Regions from separate parts of the Mus musculus genome. Here regions 1 and 3 are each linked to region 2. A link is a contact called in public Hi-C and promoter capture Hi-C data. All regions are on one chromosome and are shown on one strand. The core of a region is the stretch at or near the end of the contact, and the rest is flanking DNA. Distances in the headings are between cores, read along the strand shown. Region 1 holds the start of Pkmyt1 (protein kinase, membrane associated tyrosine/threonine 1). Region 2 holds the start of Zfp758 (zinc finger protein 758). Region 3 holds the start of Zfp213 (zinc finger protein 213).

Region 1 (3,183 bases), core at 105-2,604, 1.4 Mb after region 2:
CACTTTACCCAACTTTTACTTAGTGGTTTATCTGAGGACAGGCATCTTGTTTCGTTTTTTTGTTTTGTTTTGTTTTAATTGAGTTTTCTTTTTCTTTCTTTCTTTTTTTAAGATTTTATTTATTTTATGTATGTGAGTACACTGTAGTTGTCTTCAGGCACACCAGAAGAAGGCATTACAGATGGCTGTGAGCCACCATGTGGTTTCTGGGAATTGAATTCAGGACCTCTGGAAGAACAGTCAGTGCTCTTAACCACTGAGCCATCTCTCCAGCCCCAGGAATATTGTTATAGTACCCACTGGCCTCCAATTCCTAGGCTCATGTGACCTTTCTGCCTCAGCCGCCTCTGTGCTTGGGGTATAGACATGTACCAGTGCAGTTTTTTGTTTGTTTGTTTGTTTTGTTTTGTTTTGTTTTTTGTTACTGTGTGTGTGTTAGTGTGTTTTAATCATTATGAATTAGACTTTGAGGAATAAATGGTTGGAAGAAGGGGAGGCCTGTCCAGAAAACGGAGCTGGCAGAAAATAGCTCTAAATAGTTGGAGAGGGACCTGTCTAGGGTTCTCAACAAGGACTAGACCAAGTCACAACTGTTCTGGCTCTCAAAGTCACTAAAGCAAAGGGAAGGGCTTGGAGGTGGGCGGTACCCCAGCTCTTGATCTCAGGCTTAAGTAGGGCCTGGCCTTCCTTCCCACTGTTGTTCCAAGAGATTGCAGGAGCATTTTAGAGAGATTGGCTATAAAGCATGATTTTTCACTTCTAGTTGAAATCAATAAAGGTCCCTTTCTCCATGAAGCAAGCTCCACCCCACTTTGTTCTGTGCAGACCTTCTTTAAAGAAATTGTCCTAGGTTCCTCGGCTCCACGTTTAGAAGAAAAGTGACAACCCATCATGTACCAGAGGTTGTGAGGCCAGGAAGTGACTGAGAGGAGTCAGTTGAGCACAAGGTTCTGAGCTAAAGGATGTAAGAATCGGCCTCAGACAGCCTATTTACAAGGAGACTCCACCGTCTTAGAACAGGCGCTACCAATCGCTATCCTGGGATGATGAAGACCGGTGTCTGAATATGCATAAGATTATAAGTAGTGGGACATTCGCTTGTGCTGTCCCCAGTGGCAACTCCTTGAGGAGATGCCACTTGGCTGCAGGGCCCTTACCTGCCCCTTTTATGGACACGAATATTAAGGCAGCCAATAGAGAGCAGCTGGTGTGGGGACCATAGTGTGAAGGCCGACAAATACCGACAGAGAGGGGCCAAGGATCGTTCCCGCCGCAATAGGCCTCGAAGAGTTGCGTCTGCGCAGTGAGAGCGCTCCGGCAAACTTCGGAGGCGGGGAGACCTCGGTGCGCACGCAAGACGCGAGGCGGGGCCAATGCCCCGGGCGCTAGACCCGCTGCACCAGGCGGGGGCGGGACCACGGGCGAGCCTGGGCGGGGCCTCGAGGCCGGTTTGGAATTTTTGGCGCGAGCTGGCTCCGCGCGCGTTCACGGGCGGTTCCCCTTCTTGGAGGGTGCTTCGTCCCGGTGTCCAGAGGCCCCGCTGCCCGACCCCGGCCTGCCTGGCCTCTGTGAGGTCCCCAGCGGCCCCCGCCGACCCGGAACCTGGGACCTCGCTGCTGCGCCACGCTGCGCCACGCTGCGCCACGCCCAGCCTCCCCAGGTGAGCCCACACCCGGGTGAGATCTCCCGGTTGCGCCGCTCTTCCGCCGGCGCCCTGGCCCGCGCTCCTGCCGCGCTGCGCCCCGCGACTGCCCTCCGGCCTCTTCTCAGTATCCGGTCACCCCCCCACCCCCCTGCAGCAGCCCCACCCCTCCGTGTCTGTCACGGGCCGGACTAGCCCTCGGATGACTCCAGGTCAGCGCTGTCGCCCACGCCCCGCCTACTCCCGCGGGTCCCCTGTCCCTTCCCATTGGGCGCTCCTTTTCCAGCACTGCCTCTCTTTCTCCCGCGGCTCTCTGGGAAGAGCCCCTCCACCCCCGGGTGACAGCCTGTTTACGCAATGGTTTGTCAGAGTTCCCCCTCGCCTACCGAACGGATTCAGCAGTGGCCCTGCACGGGAGAAACTCACAGTCTAACGCTAGATGGTGGTCAACAGATGGGTACAGCTCAGTAAGAGGGTGAGGTCCCTGGAAACCCAGTGGCTCAGGGACACTCTGTACTCAGCCGGGACTCCACTACCAACCCTTCTCACCCCATAAAAGCTGTTTGACCAGGCCAGAGGTATTAGAATGTAAATGACCAGTGATGTTGAAATGAAAATGGCATTGAGAGGGAATGGTCTCTCTGGCTGAAACAGAAGGTGATGGACTCCCAGGTGCTAGGCATGGAGACTGTATTCCTTCTTCCTTTAAAAAAAAAAAGTTTTTACTCTTTTTAATGCATGTGTATTTTTGTCTGTTTGTGCCTAGTGCCCACATAGGTCAGAAAAGGGTGTCAGATCCCTTTGGAATTGGAGTTACAGACGCTTGTGTGTCAGGGAATCAAACCTGGTCCTTTGGAAGGGCAGCAAGTACTCTTACCTCCCCCACCCACGTCCCCTTCAAGACTGTAGGTTTAATTAACAAGCATGATCGTGGATCCTTACAGAAGACCTGGGATGGGATTTGTTTTTTTTTTTCTTAGGGTGGGCATCAAATGCAGGACGCTGATGGTGCCAGGCATGTACTCTATCACTAAGCTAAAGGCCACCTCTGGGATGGGATTCTTGAAGTAAATAGATCCATAACAAGAGGGCCTTCCAGCAAGCCTCTTAAGTACTTAACCTAAGTAGTAATTTGATCTAGCTACTACTAGAGGTTAGGTGTGGCTCCTTTGATACATTGTGGCTTCCCCTAAAATGGACACTTTCTATTGCTTTTTTGCCTTTGTTTCAATTACAACATTGGAGCAACCCAACACCCTCTTTTGCCCCAAGGGGCACAAAGATACTGACACCAGGGCACTACTATACTTGAGTCATTTCAACTATTATCTAAAGCACTGATTAAGAAAGACAGCAGTTAGCATTTATGTCTTAAGTCCTTCAGCGTTCTGTATGTCTGTGCAGAGTTGCAGCTCCACAAACTCCTGGTGCCAGGTGCTCTTCATAATTCAAAATATCCCAGATTTAGGACCTGGAGTTATAGTAATAAGTCAGTTGGTTTAGCATTTGTCTAACATGAATCATGTCCTGAGTTTGATATA
Region 2 (3,058 bases), core at 490-2,989:
TAGAAATAAGAAAAGGAGAAGGAGGAATAGAAGAAAGAGGAGAAAGAGAAGGAGGAGGAGGAGTGTTGTGGGAAATATTAAAAAACAAACTGGCATGTTTCGGCACTTGTGTCTCTGCCCAGGTGGCCTGGCCTGCCATGCACTGGCGTGCAATGGTCAACCTGTTTTTAGCTCTTGGAGACTCTGATTCCAAGCTCCACAATCTTGCAACCCAGCTCTCTAGGTTCCCACTGGCAGGTTGTTACCACAGCAACCCTGTGCTTTAAGTCCCCCACATCGTTTGTGGTACACATCTGGCAAACCCTCGCTTTGCTGCTGTACCTTTCTTTCTTGAACCCATGCAAGCCACTATGTGAAGGATAATGCAACACAAACTTAATTCAGAAACAATAGTAACTCAATCTCTGGGCACAACCCTGAAAACCTAATCTTGTAAGCCTTGTACTCTTATTCTTCTAGTGGTTGATCCTTGTGGATCTGCCATGATACTGGGACACTCAAGCAGCTACATCTTACCCATATGCTGTCTTGGTTCCAAAAGGACCCGACTCTCTCTTGTTTACTCTCTTCCTATGTCCAACCTGAAAGTCCCATGTACTCACCCAGTGATTGGCTCCTATATTCATTAGGGGACTGGTTCACAAGAACAGGCCCATCCACAGTAGAGGAGGAAGAGGAAGAAGAAGAGGAGGAAGAGAGATAGAGACCAAAACGTTTGGATTATATAGGGAGGCACCTCTAGTGGAAGGGCAACCAGGACCCTGGGCTGAAAAGTTAGGATTGAGGGCAGGGCCTCTCAGGTTGGTAGAACCCTGAGGTCAGGTCTGCTTTGATATTTAAAATATGCACCTCAGTCCATTGTCCTGGCATCCAAAACCAAACAGTATCAAAGGAGACAACTTTGGCTAGGTGCTTTCTTGGCTCCCGCTTCTTCTCTTGCCCCCTATTCTCTCTTCCCTTCTCTTCCTTTGTCCAACTCCACCTCTCTCTTTCCAATCACATCCTGGTTAAGTCTGGACCCTTACTTTCTGAGTCAGTCAAGTCTGCCCTGGTTCCTCTTTTTACTTCTACCTACAAAGCCCTCTGAGGATGCCTATTTCCCAGGCCATAAGCCACTCTCTCCTGAGTAGGCAAATGATGGGTCAAGGGAGTTAAGAAATCTAAGTTCGAGAAGCTTTGTAACTGCTGTTACAAAGAGAACCCCGTGTGCAAACTACAGTACTGCAAATGTTCTACGACACTATTTTCGGAAATCATTCTGGTAACCATAAGATAAATGAAAACAAACAAACAAACAAACAAAGCACGATACACCCAGTTCATAGGATCTCAAACCTCCTGACAATGATAAAAATCCACAGCATAATTGTGAGCGCGGCGTCCTTAAGAGCAACTGCAGAAAACAAGCCCCTGCTCCGCTCCAGCCCATTTCCCAGCCCCGCAGCTCCTCTGACCTGGAAGGTTCCAGGGCCGCCGGGCTGCGGTGCCCCCGGCTGCGCGGCTGATGGCTGACTCTCCCAGGTCAGCACAGGAAACCGCATCTGAGGAGAGTTACGGCCTTCGAAAAGAACCAGGCCAGGGTAAGTCGCCCGCAGTGGGAGTAGAGACAACTTGGCTCCAACAGGTACCTAAGGGGACGCGGTTCCCAGTCTCTGGCCACGATCTTTGGAGCGGCTCCCCTAGCCCCGCCCAGGACACCACGGTTCCGGTCACGTGACAGCGCTAACGCCTTCAGGCCCGCCGCTTTCACTTCCTTAATTACGTTGGTAGAGTCCGTCCAGCTGCGTTCTCTTCTAGGTCGCCAGCTCCAAATGTCCAGGCCAGAATGACGTGAAAAGCCACCACTCCCCTTGCTACCTGTGTAATCCATGTGTACTCGAACTGAGCGCTGGTTTTTCGGCCCCAGTTTCCTTCGGAAACCGGAAAGCTCCTCAGACTCTGTTTTGTGGCTGCGGACCTGGGAGAGTCAGCAGCGCAGCCCTGGAAGGTCCCAGGTCAGAGGCGCTGCGGGGCTGGGAAACGGGAGGGAGCGGAGCGGGGAGGTGGGGGGGGGGGGGGGGCTTCCGCAGCTGTTTTTATGGACGCCGCTCTCACAGTTCTGATGTGGATCTCTTACAGTTGTCAGGAAGTTGAGATCTTATGAACAGTTGGTCTATCATGGTTTTTTTTCATTTATCCTCCAGTTAACAGAATATTCAGTCGTAAAATAACTCATTAAAAATGATAGACCAGTTGTATTATCTGCTGTTTGCTATTGTGTCAATCACAAAGCTTACGGAATGTAAATTTATTCATATTTTCTAACTCCTGTGTTTTACTAATTGCTTATTCAAGAGGATACGTTTTACCCTGCTATGTAGAACTTTGTGTATATAGTAATCATATGAAGAACCAGTGCACACTTTTTTGAACGAGAAAATATACTTTGTGTTATGCTACGGCTATGATTGTAAACATTACTATTTACTAAGCATACTTTTTATTGCCCATGAATTATTCGTCTGAGTTGTATGCAGTTTAGGATGTAAGTAAAGCATTCAGAAATGCGTCTTCATATGCTGATTTATTTTTTAAATTGCCTAATTTTTACTAGATATTTTCTTTATGTATATTTCACATGTTATCCCTTTTCCTGGTTTCTCCTCCGAATACACCGCCTCACCCCCTGCTCCCCAACCCACCCACTCCCACTTCCTGGCCCTGGCATTCCCCTACACAGGGGCATAGAACCTTCATAGGACCAAGGGCCTCATCTCCCATTGATGACCAACTAGGCCATCCTCTGCTACATATGCAGCTGGAACCTTGAGTCTCACCATGTGTATGTTCTCTTTGGTTGGTGGTTTAGTCTCTGGGAGCTCTCGGGATACTGGTTAGTTCATATTGTTTCTCCTATGGGGCTGCAAGCTCTTTCAGCTCCTTGGGTCCTTTCGGTAGCTCCTCCATTGGGGACCCTGTGCTCAGTCCAGGGGTTGACTTCGAGGATCTACCTGTATATTTGTCAGGCACTGGCACAGCCTCTCAGGAGACAGCTCTAACAGGCTTCTGTCAGCAAGCA
Region 3 (3,162 bases), core at 183-2,682, 1.2 Mb after region 2:
TAGCAAGGAACTCACTTGTAGACCAGGCTGGCCCCAAACTCAGAAATGCTCTTGCCTCTGCCTCCCAACTGCTGGGGGGGCCCATGCCACCACTTGAGCTATTTTTAAGTATGTTTTTAAGTAGACATACTTCAGTTGTAAAATTTCACTGGGCACAGCAGCGCATGCATAGTGGTACATGTCTAATCCAAGAACTGTAGGGACCAAGGCAGGAGTGGCCAGAGTTAGAATCAGTCTGAGCTATAGAGTAACAATGTCTTTTAAAAATTATAATTATCGTGTTTAATTATAAATGTAGTCTTAAGTCCCTCTACTGATGGGCCATACTGTTATTTTTCTCAAATTTGAAAACTCACAAATTTATGGGGCTGGATAGATGGCTCAGTGGTTAAGAGTATGTCTTTGTCTTGTCAAGGCCCCAGACTCAATTTCCAGCATCCACATAGAGGCTCACAACCATCTGTAATTCCAGTTCTGAGGTATCTGACAGCCTCTGTTGGCCCTTCTTGAACACTACATACATGTGGTACACTTACATACATGAAAGCCAACACTTAAGACATATAAAAATCTTTGTTTTTTGTTTTTTTTTTAATAAAAAGCTTACAAATTCCAGAAACACCTTACTCCAATTAAGGGGCAGATGGGTAGGAGGCCTCATGAACACCATTTATTCACAACTATATATGAATGTATGGCAAGTATTTGTATTTTATGTTGTTATTACTTCACATACTCTCATACGTGTGACTTGAATTTTTCTCTTTTATTTCAACAGTCTAATTAGCATGAACATCATAAATTAAAGAACGGGAGGGAAGTGTTAATATAACAATGTTTCTTTTTGATTCACTGACAATCTGATATATGACGGTGACATATTTTTTTACTGAAAATAGTTATCTCCAGAATCTACAAGCACGGGATGTGTGTTTTACATAAATGAGATCTTATGAGCAAACCATTTTTCACCTAGCAACGTTTCTTCGAAAGTGAACCTATACGCTTCCGTGGCACGGGGTACTTCAGTTTCTCAACCAACCCAAGTGATGCATACGGGCGGTTTCCATTTCTTCTCCACTACCACAAGCACTTCGTTTACGCTTCTCTTCTCGAGCCTTCTGCCTTATCCTCCAGTGACCGAGGAGGTGTCCTCAGGGAGGGCCCGGACTCACCAGGGTCGCTCGGCAGGACGTGGGAAATGGGGACGGTCCCCAGCAGCCTGGTGAGGGTGGCCGGGCTCCGCGTGGCAGACCCGGAGAACCCGGAGGCGCCGGCAGCCCGCGCTGCTCCCAGGAACTTGTCCTCTCCCGCAGGCGCCTCGAGCGCCGAATCCGCAGGATCCGGTCTGCGCAACGCGCCGGTCCCGCCCCCAGGACACACCGCCCAGAGCCGCGCGGGAGCTCGGCGCTTCCCCAGCAGCGCCCGGGGCAGGAAGCTCGCGCGGGGGGCGCTGGGAAACCAGCTGGCGCATGCGCGGGGATAAGCATTTGGCGCTTGTACTATCCAGAATGTCGGAGATGGGCAGCCAATGAACAGGGAGGATTCTCACGACTAAGCCGATCTGACACCCTGGAGCTAGAGATTTGGAAGAAGTCTCATTTTCGCTTTCTGGGTCGCACTATACCTAAGTCGGATGCTTGGGAGGTCTCGGGGCTTCCTGGAAAGTGCAGTCTAATTCGAGCGGAGCCTCCATCATGGTCAGTACCTCCTGCCCTCCTATCAGCAGCTACATCTGTACTGAGCTGAGGAACAGGAGTCCTGATGCCTAGGGACACTGAACAGGAGGCCCACCTCTGCCCGGGCATGTGTTAAGCATTACTGTAGTTTGTTAAAGTCACTATTGGTGTTAATGGTAAATTACCTTTATATTGTAAACATACTTTCCTATAAAATAGACAAAACCAGAACGGGGCAATTTGACTCTGTGTGGCAACTGTCGGACTCTCCCTTGTTTCCCTTGCTGCCTTGAGCAAAAGAACTGTTAGTCAAACAGCCAGCCGGACTGACCTCATGCCAGCACCAGCTATCTGAAACACTCAATGGACACCTTTCGAGAACTACACATTGATCAAAGCTGATTGTCCCTGCAGCTTCAGGCAGGGCTGTTTTGAGACAGGCTTCAGTTCTTGCTGCCACAAGCCTCTGGATTCTAGATACCCTGAAACCATGTCCACGTAGACTACAGAGGGTACATTTCCTTCTGTAATTGATTGCTAAAAGGCAAGGTTGTAGTTGTCTAAACCCTGCTTCGCAGGATGCCTCCTGAATGCACATCAGGCTGCGAGATTCTTGTACTGTACTGTCTTTCCTGATGTTGCTGTATCAGACCAGGTGATACAGTGGAGTAGTGAAGGCTGTATTTCACGTCATGCACCCCAGATCTACTTATCTCTCTGGCCTCATATCCTTCCTTGCCTTTGCAACCTCCCCACCCCTGAAATAAAACACACAATCAACAAAGAAAGAAAACATCTCACTGCCGTGGAAGCTGTAGTATATCACAGTGTCCTGTGTTTTTTTTCTTTTAAAAACTTTTTATGATATAAGTATTTCACCTGCATGTGTGCATATGTACAGCATTCATCCCTGGTGCCTCTGGAGGTCAGAAGAGGGCATTAGATCCCCTCGAGTTACAGAGGGTTGTGACATCACCATGTAGGTGATGGAAGACAAACTCTGGTTGTCTTTTGTGTAAGCCTAAAGTACATGTGTGGGGGGTAATAAGTATGCATACATATTCAAGTTGCATATCCTCCTATCCCACGCCGATATCTGGTTACTTATGACTAAAGGAGGCTCTGTAACTAATGCAAACCACTCTTGTCAAGCTGTCACAGGAACTTCACCTCGGTTGGGTGAAACTCCTATCTCTGGCTCTTTTCAGGCTATGAGCGACCTCTCCTCATCCCACCTTTTGGGCTCATGTATGGATGTCTGGTCCCAACTTCTGGTCTTCTACCTAAATGCTCTCCCCTACCAGACCATCTACTCACCCCATTACTTTGCCACCTCCACTCCTATGAAACTTTGCTGACTACCATCTACCACAGCCACACACTGTCCACTGCCTGTCAACTTTGGAGATCAAGTTCTTCTATCCCCTCCAGACCATCAGTCCTCACCCCTCTCTCCTAAATGGCAGGGCCCTTTCAAGGTAAT

Evidence for each region. Promoter capture Hi-C pulls out the DNA fragments that hold promoters and counts their contacts. A called contact is a pair of places that touch in the nucleus more often than the background predicts.
Region 1: a contact with region 2 is called in a promoter capture Hi-C map of pre-B cells, with 8 times the contacts expected there. The contact joins the promoter of Pkmyt1 here to the promoter of Zfp758 in region 2. A contact is called at or near these places in 8 of 39 promoter capture datasets (the 3T3-L1 cell line, 3T3-L1-derived adipocytes, cranial neural crest and 5 more) and 1 of 115 datasets of contacts at active chromatin or transcription factors (pro-B cells).
Region 3: a Hi-C map of cortical neurons shows a contact between it and region 2, with 3 times the contacts expected there. The contact joins the promoter of Zfp213 here to the promoter of Zfp758 in region 2. A contact is called at or near these places in 6 of 39 promoter capture datasets (the HPC-7 cell line, cranial neural crest, frontonasal cranial neural crest and 3 more), 11 of 484 Hi-C or Micro-C datasets (the G1E-ER4 cell line, cardiomyocytes, cerebral cortex and 6 more) and 8 of 115 datasets of contacts at active chromatin or transcription factors (the NIH/3T3 cell line, the SCID.adh cell line, cardiomyocytes and 4 more).

Annotation. Positions count from the first base shown.
Region 1 is chr17:23,724,982-23,728,164 of GRCm38.p6, forward strand. It overlaps Pkmyt1 (protein kinase, membrane associated tyrosine/threonine 1), which reads left to right and starts at 1,355. Exons shown (of 8, transcript NM_023058.3): 1 at 1,355-1,660. It overlaps 1520401A03Rik (elastin), which reads right to left and starts at 1,470. Exons shown (of 41, transcript XM_017317755.2): 1 at 1,158-1,470.
Region 2 is chr17:22,359,714-22,362,771 of GRCm38.p6, forward strand. It overlaps Zfp758 (zinc finger protein 758), which reads left to right and starts at 1,740. Exons shown (of 3, transcript NM_001347330.1): 1 at 1,740-1,994. The coding sequence starts at 1,869. It overlaps Zfp944 (zinc finger protein 944), which reads right to left and starts at 1,687. Exons shown (of 6, transcript NM_176962.4): 1 at 1,455-1,687.
Region 3 is chr17:23,562,794-23,565,955 of GRCm38.p6, forward strand. Zfp213 (zinc finger protein 213) reads right to left here and starts at 1,433. Exons shown (of 6, transcript NM_001033496.3): 1 at 1,176-1,433. It overlaps 6330415G19Rik (RIKEN cDNA 6330415G19 gene), which reads left to right. Exons shown (of 2, transcript NR_126484.1): 2 at 977-2,501.